2 separate regions of the Mus musculus genome follow, and region 1 is linked to region 2. The links are chromatin contacts, called in public Hi-C maps. All regions are on one chromosome and are shown on one strand. Each heading gives the region's core, a stretch centred on a gene start, on an enhancer-like site or on the middle of the called end of the contact. The rest is flanking DNA. Distances are from core to core; before and after follow the strand shown. Region 1 has its middle 19 kb from the start of Gm30365. Region 2 has its middle 24 kb from the start of 1700105F02Rik.

Region 1 (4,766 bases), core at 1,576-4,075, 150 kb after region 2:
ATGTACCGAATGAACAGGTAGCTGGTGTCTTTGTCTTTGCTTCCTCAAAACCTTCAGGGTAGTATGGCATTTCTAGGTATTGCCCATTATATAATAATCTACACAGAAGACAGTTAGATTCATTCTTTCTAAATGAACTTTCGATTTTTTACATTAGAAGATTCACGTGAAACCAACGAAGAGCGAGATGATGATTTCATTAAAAGAGATCATAATAACCACAGCAGAGTCATTAGTGGTTTCTCGTCGGGGAATGAAACAATTAAAAGGTTCACGGCTGAGGGAAAAAAAAATCAAATTAACACAGGGAAGTCTTCGTTGTAATGATCTGCATTTCATTCACGGTTTGAACAGTGAGGCTTAGAACTTAGTCATCAGTGATTAGCAGAAGCACATAAGGTCCTGTGTGGCACAGTGACCTTGGCGCCGATCAGTGTATTGTTTCTTAGACCACACCTTTAATGATTATCTGGAAGAACACTGGCTCGGTGAACTCCCCGTGGAAAGGGATTTGCTTCTTACTCTATGTCCTCGGCTTACTCCTCTCTGTGTGTCTACCCTGCCCCCTCGCCTTCCATCCTGAAGCCTGGAAAAGCCCCTCATCCTCACCCTCCATCTCTCCTTGTGGGGAAATTTGATCCCTAGCCTCTCCACTCCCCCCCCCCCCCACTCCGGCCCATAAACTTACTCCAATCAGGATGTGTGCACATCACTGCTTCTCCTAACTTGTCCTTGTGCAGGACATCAAATCCAATCATGGCCTTTAAATCCTTAGCCGACTGAGCAGGATTTGATGAAGGGAACACTCACCACTCACTGGAGGATCTTTTCTGACTGACTATGGGTTGCCTAGATTGCCTGAGATTTCACAGGCCGGCACTCTGCAGTCTCTTTCCGTGGGTTGTCTGTCTTCATGATTCCTGAATTGAGAGTACCACGCTCCTCACATCTCTATTCACCACTTAATGACCTCACCCAAAGGCTTGACTTGACATCTGCCTAGTTTACTCTGTCTAATATAAGAGACTGAGTAATAAATCCCAAAGAGGCACAAGTCTAACTAAATCCTTAGCATCTGTAAGCAAATGTTACTATGAATACAGGAAAAAAACAACTTTTGTCGGCTTACACTTATGATCTTAAGATGTTTAAAATATTCATGTGGACAGTAAACTAAATCAAGATGGTGTTGCTGTGAAGAAGGTAAAGAGTTATTTCGCTACAGGGACAGAGGCAATGTGAGGTTAGATGCTGTGTGCTACCAGCTTCAAAGGTGGAAGATGGATCCATGGGTCAAAGAGGTAAGACTTGAAGTGCTAAGAGCTGGAAAAAGCAAGGAACTAAAACCTAAAATCTCTAAACAGAGTATGGCTTCAATCACTGGGCTCATCTGGACATTGGCCTCCAAGTCATAAGAGAACTATATATTATTTAAACTAACAAGCACGTGGCAATTTGTTGAATAGAAAATGGGTAAGTGTGCATTTTTCTTCACATTTTCACATCTCTGGGATTAGGATGAGTTCAACAATCACAACATGTTAGAATTTCTGTCAGCCAGGAGCAAAGTGTGACCTGGTTGTTTATTACCTGTGACGCCTTAAAACTGGAGGTCCTATCTAATGCCATAACTGCACAGTGCAGGGCCCGGCACTTCAGCAAACACTGCATTTAAAGACTGAGGAAGGAGCGAGAGTTCTACTTGTTTTTTTGTTTTTTGTTTTTTTCTTTCTTTTCTTTTTTTCCCAAAAACCTGCCATTGGTGTTGTGTGCTGAGATCCTAAACTACAATCCTGTAGAATGGGAGTCAACAACTTGAAACGAGTCCTGGAAAAAAATAGGGAAGCAGAGTGTCCCACTGTTGTCACTGATGGCTGCTGACTGGATCAACATAATCCAAGTGACTTTCTTTTAGGGATAGATGACCTCAACTGTCCCCTCCTACCCATAGTCTTCTCTGATCACCATGCCTAAAATAGCCCTCTTCCTTCTCCTCAGCCACGGCACTGCGAGCATCATCTTTGTAGCCTCCACTGCCTGCAAAGATTATTTCCTTCCTTATCAGTGTGTTTCCCCGGCCAGAAGAGAAATCCAGGGGGTGGCGGGATGCAGGCTCTCGCCTTGTTCATTATCGAATTCTACATGCTGCCAACAGAGAATAACGGGTGCTAAGAAGTCAACCAGTGTCAGAGAATACTTAGTGTAGGATGAAACTGAGTTTGGTGGTTAACTCCAGACTCAACTTTTTCTTATTTACCAGACTGCGTCTCTTCCAACAGTGTTAGGTTTCCAGAGAAGTAAACAGAAAGGGCAGCAAGTTCCCGCCTTCCCCCTAGTCTCCTCCTAGTTCCCTGCATCATTAGCACTTTGTAATAGACGGGTGGATTTCTTACCCTGGATGAGCTGCTGTCAATAAGTTTATTTACTAGAGTTCATGGTTTACACTGGCTCTCATTCTCTGTGTTTTATGGATGCATAACACGTGTCCATCATTGCAAACCCATCCAGAATCCTAAGGCTTTAAACCCTGTCTCTACTTATTTGTAGCCCTCCTCGCAGCACTGTTTTGATTTCATGTAAATAAATGGTTGGGCTCTCTCTCGAGACAAGGAAACAAAGCCCAGGCTCCAGGTTTCCAGTGTTCCTCCACACGGGTTGCACGTCCAATGCTTTGACTTTTCTAAACTGTTAAGGAAGAGCAATAGACAGTAGACGGGGGTGGGGGGTGGGGAGGGGGGGACGAGCGAGCTAGGATTGCTTGGTGCCTAATTATCACTCAGCTGTGGTCTCTGGTGCCAATATCTGGAAGCTGCGATGAATACTGGGACTCATGGGAGACAGTTTCACAATAGGTTCACTTCTGCTTTCTAGGATTCGCCTCACTCTACCTTCTCCTTTCTTGTCTTCATTTTCTGACAATTGGCACTGAGTTGGTTATTTTTGTCTGTTTGTTTGGTTTTGTCTGTCTTTATGCAATCACACTTTAAGAATCAACCAAAGACAACTTGATTGTGCCAATCAGTCTTGGGGGAAAGCTAAGCTTGAGGGAATCTAAATGGCAGAGACTCTGGGACTGGAGAGGGTATGGGGCTTGGGGATATTAGAGTTCCTGAAGGGCCAGGGTCTTCCTCTAAGTGGTTTGCTTCTGTACTTCCTGTGAAGGTTATGGACGCATGGCTGCTGGAGGCAAAGTTCTGTGGCCCATCTTAAGCTTGGCTCCTGGAGGTTCCTATTCTCTTCTTGGTGGGATCACTAGATCATTACATCAGCCTTTAGCACTGGTGAATCTGAAGAAAACCACTGGTTAAAAAAAAATCACAGCTGTTACCAAATGTGGGAGCCCTCTTGCAGCTGAGAAAGACCATGGTCTCCAGAAAGGATGCTGTTGGAGTTTCATGAATAAACTAGTTCATAAGTTCCCCCTTCTCCAAATGTGTGCCACTTCCAAACACGTGTTATTCTCTCTCTCTGTTCACCTTCATTCCCTGAAGTGTCTCTATAGTTCAAGGCAAGGCTAGTACCTCCTTATTAATTCTTGCCATCTTTTGTACTACATGATTTTCCTGCAACACTCTTTAAGATTCTGCGAGCGGCAGGTGAAAATTAAGAAGCCTGCCAGGGCTCTGTGGTCCGTAACAAGGAGCTCTGGGGCTGAAAGAATGACCCAAGAGCTTTCAGACTCAGTAGTAATAGTTCTGGCTGGACTGTGTGTGTGGGTTGGGTTTGCTGTTGGTTATTCCAGCATGTTCGGACAAGTACGGAAACCAACCCAATAACAGGAATTCCACACGAACTGGCCTCTCCTGGGAAATAATTAGTCCTAAGGAAGTGGTTCCTGGAAAGTTCTAACCTCTCCTGCCCCGGGGTACCACACATGTCCCACACATGTTCTGCCTGTAGCTCTCTCCCTCTCTTTCCACTAAGCTAATTGCATTTGTATTTCAGAGCTGGACTTTAAATGGTACCTTCAGTCACCACTAGGACTGTCAGCCCTCCCTCCTGCCTCCTCGTTCCTGAGTCCCTTAGTTTTTCCTCACTCTCCCAGCATCTTAGTTCTTTGCCCAGTGTTTGTCCTGCCTGAAGGGTTGTAAATGTCATGAGGCTGAGGCCCCGCTCTCCCCTGTGTATTCCACATTAGGTTCAGTTCCTACAGGAAGTAAGAACTCAAAAGTATTTAAATTAGTTGAGGAGCATGTGTAAATGCTGATGCTCTACTCCAATGCCTTGCTGGCACATCAACCTTAATGTTGCAAATGTGCGATTTCCTCACTAAAAGTCTATTTTCCATTCTCCTGATTTTGGATATATATATATATATATATATATATATATATATATATATATATATCTCCATCATCCATTCAACTGTCCAACTAGCATCTCAGTGATTAATCTTAATTCTTTTCCTTTACAGACTTCCATATTGAATCTATTAACAAATTCCAACACATCTTCCATTTCTTTTACTGAAAATTAATTTTTATACAATATGTTCTGATTATAGTTTTCTATCTCCCGCCCCCCCCCCCCAATTTCTCCAGGTTCCTCCCCACCTACCCTCCCATCTGGATCCAAAACTTTTCCGTTTCTCGTTTGAAAACAAACAGGAGTCATTACTGATTATTTTCTCAGAGAATCAACTCTTTGTTTCATTTATTCTTTGTATTATTTTTGTTTGTTTCTATTTTACAAATTTTAGCTGTTAGTTTGATTGAATCTTGCTCTTCACTCCTTTGGGGTATTATTTCTTCTTTTGTTCTAGAGTG
Region 2 (5,060 bases), core at 2,203-4,702:
TCAACACAAAGGTCATGGCTGAAGTAAATGATTATCTGCTGGCTGCTTCGCTTAGTGTACTACATCTTTGCTTAGCATATGGAGAAGGACTTTACTGTACTGTGCTTTGTTTCTATGGGATGGTTACCACAGTCAGTGGTGGGTCTGTAGCTGGCTGCCCTTGAGGGCCTGTATGGACAGCCCCATAGAGGATGGAAGGTGGCACAGGCTGCGCAGGGTAGCTTGCTATTCAAGGGTAAGTGCATGTAAGGTGGTGTAATCTTGCCCAAGTCCAAGGCTCCCTGGGTTCTTACCGTACTCAAGGAGAAGGAAGGAAAAAAGGAAGGAGGGAGGGAGGGAGGGAGGGAGGACACAGGACTACTGGAAAGACCTCTTTACACCATGGTTTTGTACCAAGGGTCTTGGGTACAACTGGCTGTGTCACTCCTCAGAACCTAGGAACAGCATGTGCAACCCCCGGAAGATGTCAGCTTGCTCCCTGAGGAAACAGCTTGGTCAAGAGTCATTCAGAAGAGGAGGCCTTGCAGCCTCTTCTCTAAGCTACGCAGAAGGCTGAAGGATAACAAATTCAAAAGGATAAAGTTTGATGCCGATCTAGGCAACTTTGTGAAGCCTTGCCTCAAAAAAAAAAAATCCCCCCAAAACAAAACAAAACAAAAAAACCACCACCACCAAGAAGAATCTCAGTGGTTGATTGATTGGTTGATTGATTACCTGTTACGTACACGATCTGAGGCCTAATCTATATAGTATGGCACAAACAGAATAAGCAGTGACAACAAAACACCAGAAGCTTCCCTCCTTAGTGACAGGGGAAGGAGAGTATCAAAGATTACCAACTCTGATCTAGAGTGAACTCTGAAATTTAATCACTTTATTTTCAATATGAATAAGTGTTGAGCATAATTTGTTGGGGACTATGTTTAAGGGGGATGAGGAGAATGGGGGATGGGTTGATAGAAATGTCAAATGCAGTCTGATACTTTCTTCCCCTCCTTTTTTTTCTGTGTGGGACTCATTTGGTATATACATATACTGTCTATGTATTTCATATATATATATATATATATATATATATATACTATCTAATATATAAATATACTAGATAGTATCTACACATACGTATTCTACTCATGTCTACACATCATATTACTCTCCTCAGCAACCCAAACCACATGTTGTGTTAGTCATCTTCCTATCGCAATAATTTTTTTGAAATTATTAGTAAAACACCATTTCAGATGTTTGACTCCAGCATGAATGCATCCAGTTGCCTTAGTCCTGTGGTGAGACAGTATATCATGGTGGGAGCATGTGACTGAACAGAAGAACCACAAAGAAATGAATGTGAGGGAGGTTCCCTGGCGTCTCCTAAGGACACACCCCCAGCTCCCACCTCCTAAAGGCTCTACTACGCCCTAATCTCATGGCCCTGTCATCAGGCTTCTGCCTCATCTGGAGATCAACTTTTTCACATGGACCTTTGGGATGACTTAAGACAAAAATCCAGAAAATAGCCACTTTAGTTAACTTCCCATTATACATTATAGTATAATACACTGTGTTGAATATTTACTCCTTGCTAGTCTCTTTAAAGCATCACAATTTTAAAGAGGAAAATGATAGAAAAGTGATATACCCTTTCATTGATACATCATGACTTCTTTTTAGGTTTAAACAGTTGAGATCCATAAGCCCTTCGTTGTTCACAGCAGGGCATGTATGCTATTTAGAAAACTCCTCTAGGTTTGTGGTCCAAAGTGTCAAAATTTTCTAAGTGGTGGTTTGACTGAAATTGGCCCCCTACAGGCTCACAGGGAGTGGCACTATTGGGAGGTGTGGCCTTGTTGAAAGAAGTGGGTGGGCTTTGGGGTTTGGGGGACCCAAGGCAGTCCCAGTATCACCCTCTCTTCCTGTTGCCTGCAGATCTGTGTGTAGAACTCTCAGCTCCCTCTCCAGCACTGTGTCTGCCTGCGGGGCCGCTATGCTTCCTGTCATGATGACAGGGGACTAAACCTCTAAACTATGAGCCAGTCCTGATTAAATGCTTTTCTTTATGAGAGTTGCTGTGACCATGGTGTCTCTTCATAGCAATAGAAACCCTAACTAAGACAGTCAGAATGATGGATATTCTGGCTTATATTTTTGTATGATTGGTAAGGGAGGAGTCTCACAGACTATCTACCACTGTGGTGACCTCAAATATAGGTGATCTTTCATTCCCCATATATTCCCAGGGCCAAATTGTCTATTGCACACATGTCATGGTAGACTGTGTGCCTTTGTATCACGATGCTGCATGAGTTGGCCCTTAAGTTAGAGTATTTCTAGAAGCAATGCCTATGAATAGCAGTAACTTATCAATGTTCAGAGGTGACTGAAAGCCAACTAAATATATCCCCTTAAACCCAAGCTAAATATGCCAACTCAACTTTACCTCAGCACTGTTCCAAAAATACTGTAGAAAGTCTCTGCCCAGGGTGTGGGAAGCAGGAGGGGGTGGGGTGGGAATGGAAGAGAGTCTTACCACCATTACAATCAGAGCATCCTGGTTTTGCAAAGTTTTCAAAGCTTATGTGACTATGGGCTCGACAGCCTACCCTTTATTGAGAGATACATTCTTGGACTTTTATAGATACCAAAATGCATGATGCTCAAGTCTCTTCTTAGATACAGCAGCACAGCCTCTGTATGTAATCTATACAATCCTTGCTGCTAAATCATCTCTTGACTACGTACCATTCCCGACACAGTGCCTGCCCACACATCACTTCATTAGGTTGCATTTGTCATAGAACCTGGCATACAACAAATTCAAGTTTTGCTTTTTGATTCAGTTCAACTTTCAGAATCTGGTTTCTGAATCTGTGGTTGCAGACACCAGCTACTGTGCCCGTTTGAAAACCGAGCATGGTGCTCGCCTGCTGTTAGTGGGAAGGAACAGAAAAATTAATCTATAAAATATAACAAAGATGGATGAATGATCAAAGTCAAGGCTGCCGTCAGTCCTGCTGTGTCAAGGGCATCTCTCTGTTCCAGATCGAGTCTCAGGGAGCAGTCAGGCAGTTGGCTTAAGACTGGAGAGATTAGAAGTTTAGTTTTCATGTTTGTGAGGCTTTTCAAAAGCAAGTGAAGGAAGTGAAAACAAGAAGCCAGAGCACACAAGCAACCACACAAAAGGAACTTCTCCATCAGGCCTCCGGGTGTGTCCATTGCTTTGGCAGTTCCATGTGCTGCTCCTGGAGAGAACACTCCACTGAATCTGAGATTTGTTGGTTGGTTTCTAAGGTCCCTTTATGGCAATTCCTTCTTCCCTCCCTCCCTCCCTCCCTCCCTCCCTCCCTCCCTCCCTCCCTCCCTTTTTTCTGAGTGTCCCTTGATATCCTGAGCTGGGACAAGGTTTCCTGCTCATTTCCTCATCCTCTGGGGCCCTGGTATTCTGTTCCTGCATCGCTGCAATGACTGTGCACCAACTGTGCTACTGATAGCTGTGCGCGCCGCCGTATTGCCATAGAGCAGGGGACACGGTGGCAGACAAGATGGACACATCTTCTCTCCTCGCAGAGCTTCCATGATAGTTGATGAGGCAAACGGCCAACGAGAGGAGAAAGAATAATGTATGCTTGCCAGAGTGTGACTTATGCTGCAGAGGTCGAGAAACCAGGGAAGGGAGGGGGATTGGAAGGGGCAGCAATTTCAAGAATGTGATGTCAAGAATGTGGGAAGAGGACACTGGGTCTACATAGGAGGGGAGGATAAAGCTGTCAAACATCTGAGTAACTGTAGAGTCCCAGACACCCAGAGAAACTGGCAAGCCAGTGTCTGTAATGAAGTGTGAGAGGTGGAGAGAGGCAAGAGAGAAATACTCTCACGGACCCTGGTGAGGATGATTGATTAGAGCTGACTCTTACTCCTAAGTTAGCGCTTTTCATAGTAATAGCCTTTAGTATTGGCAGCATAGAGAAAAGGGGATCATGCCAAAACCAAACCAAAAAAAAAAAATGGTAGCAAGTCCAGGGGATTTACGGGAATGATGGAAGGCATCTCAGGCCTCGTGGAGCAGAGAGGTATGTGGGTTTCATATGACCCAGACTGCCCAGAGGGTGATCTGGCCCCAGTCCTGAAGAAATAACCATTCCAGTAAAAAAGAGTACCTTGCTCACCCTGGGGTAGTAGACTGGAATGTGGTAAGCAAGGCGGCAAAGAGGCCATTGACGGGGTCATTGCAGTAGCTCAGGCCACAGATGCCAGTGCATGGCCCTGCCTGCAGGGAACTGTCAGAGACAGAGTTGGGAAGATTGGCTGAGCAGATGATGGTGGTACAGCAAAGCAAGAGAGGAAACGGCATTGTCAGCTGACATTGTGAGCATTGTGAGACAAGAATGATCTGATCGAGGAAAACAGCGTTTTCCTAGAAAGTTCAACATTTCTGTTTGTTGTGTTTGCAGTGGCAAGTGCTATGCTGAGTCATAGGGAAACACTTGACGGAGGAACTAGAACTCTAAGGATGACATGAGGCCGTGCTTGTATAGCACCAATATTACCAGCTCACTTGATGTTTCAACAATGGCATGAGCAACCCGGCAAATGGGCTTTTCCAATCTTGTCTGTGGCACTGTGGAAAGACGGACAGTTGTTTGCCAAAAGGTCTTGCTTCATCCCCAAGTAGATACTGTCACCAGCAACCCACCAGGACTCAGTGCTTAGCCTCCTGTATTTAGGTGCCTGAATCTTGCTGTTCTCTGTTCAGATGCTTAGATGTAGAAGATGGTTAATACCTTGGGCAATGTTTCTCAATCTTGGGAAGAAAAAAACCCTTTAATGTGGGAGTCTGTCTCGTGTAGTGTATGATACTTAGCACCAGCCTTGCCTCAACCTTCTAAATGCCAAGAGTGAGAAATCAGCTCCAGACAATGCCCAATGGCACCCAGGGTACCAAAGCACTCCCAGTTGAGAGCCACCACACCAGGATGGTGAGACCATACTTAGCAAGGTGGAACAACCATCATTTCCTATCAAGAAAACCATGTTCTCTCAAGTAACCGATGAATAAATGCTCC

Evidence for each region. A called contact is a pair of places that touch in the nucleus more often than the background predicts.
Region 1: a contact with region 2 is called in a Hi-C map of bone marrow-derived macrophages, with 35 read pairs. The contact joins two enhancer-like sites. A contact is called at or near these places in 6 of 484 Hi-C or Micro-C datasets (the AML12 cell line, the HPC-7 cell line, bone marrow-derived macrophages and 2 more) and 1 of 115 datasets of contacts at active chromatin or transcription factors (bone marrow-derived macrophages).

Annotation. Positions count from the first base shown.
Region 1 is chr14:76,854,721-76,859,486 of GRCm38.p6, forward strand. No RefSeq gene overlaps it. Among named protein-coding and RNA genes, the nearest start is that of Gm30365, 19 kb to the left of the region's middle. Within about 2 kb of position 2,826, at least 40 of the 459 cell types and tissues checked have an H3K27ac peak or open chromatin away from gene starts, as enhancers often do. A contact at or near this core is called in bone marrow-derived macrophages, where this site is marked.
Region 2 is chr14:76,699,114-76,704,173 of GRCm38.p6, forward strand. No RefSeq gene overlaps it. Among named protein-coding and RNA genes, the nearest start is that of 1700105F02Rik, 24 kb to the left of the region's middle. Within about 2 kb of position 3,453, at least 68 of the 459 cell types and tissues checked have an H3K27ac peak or open chromatin away from gene starts, as enhancers often do. A contact at or near this core is called in bone marrow-derived macrophages, where this site is marked.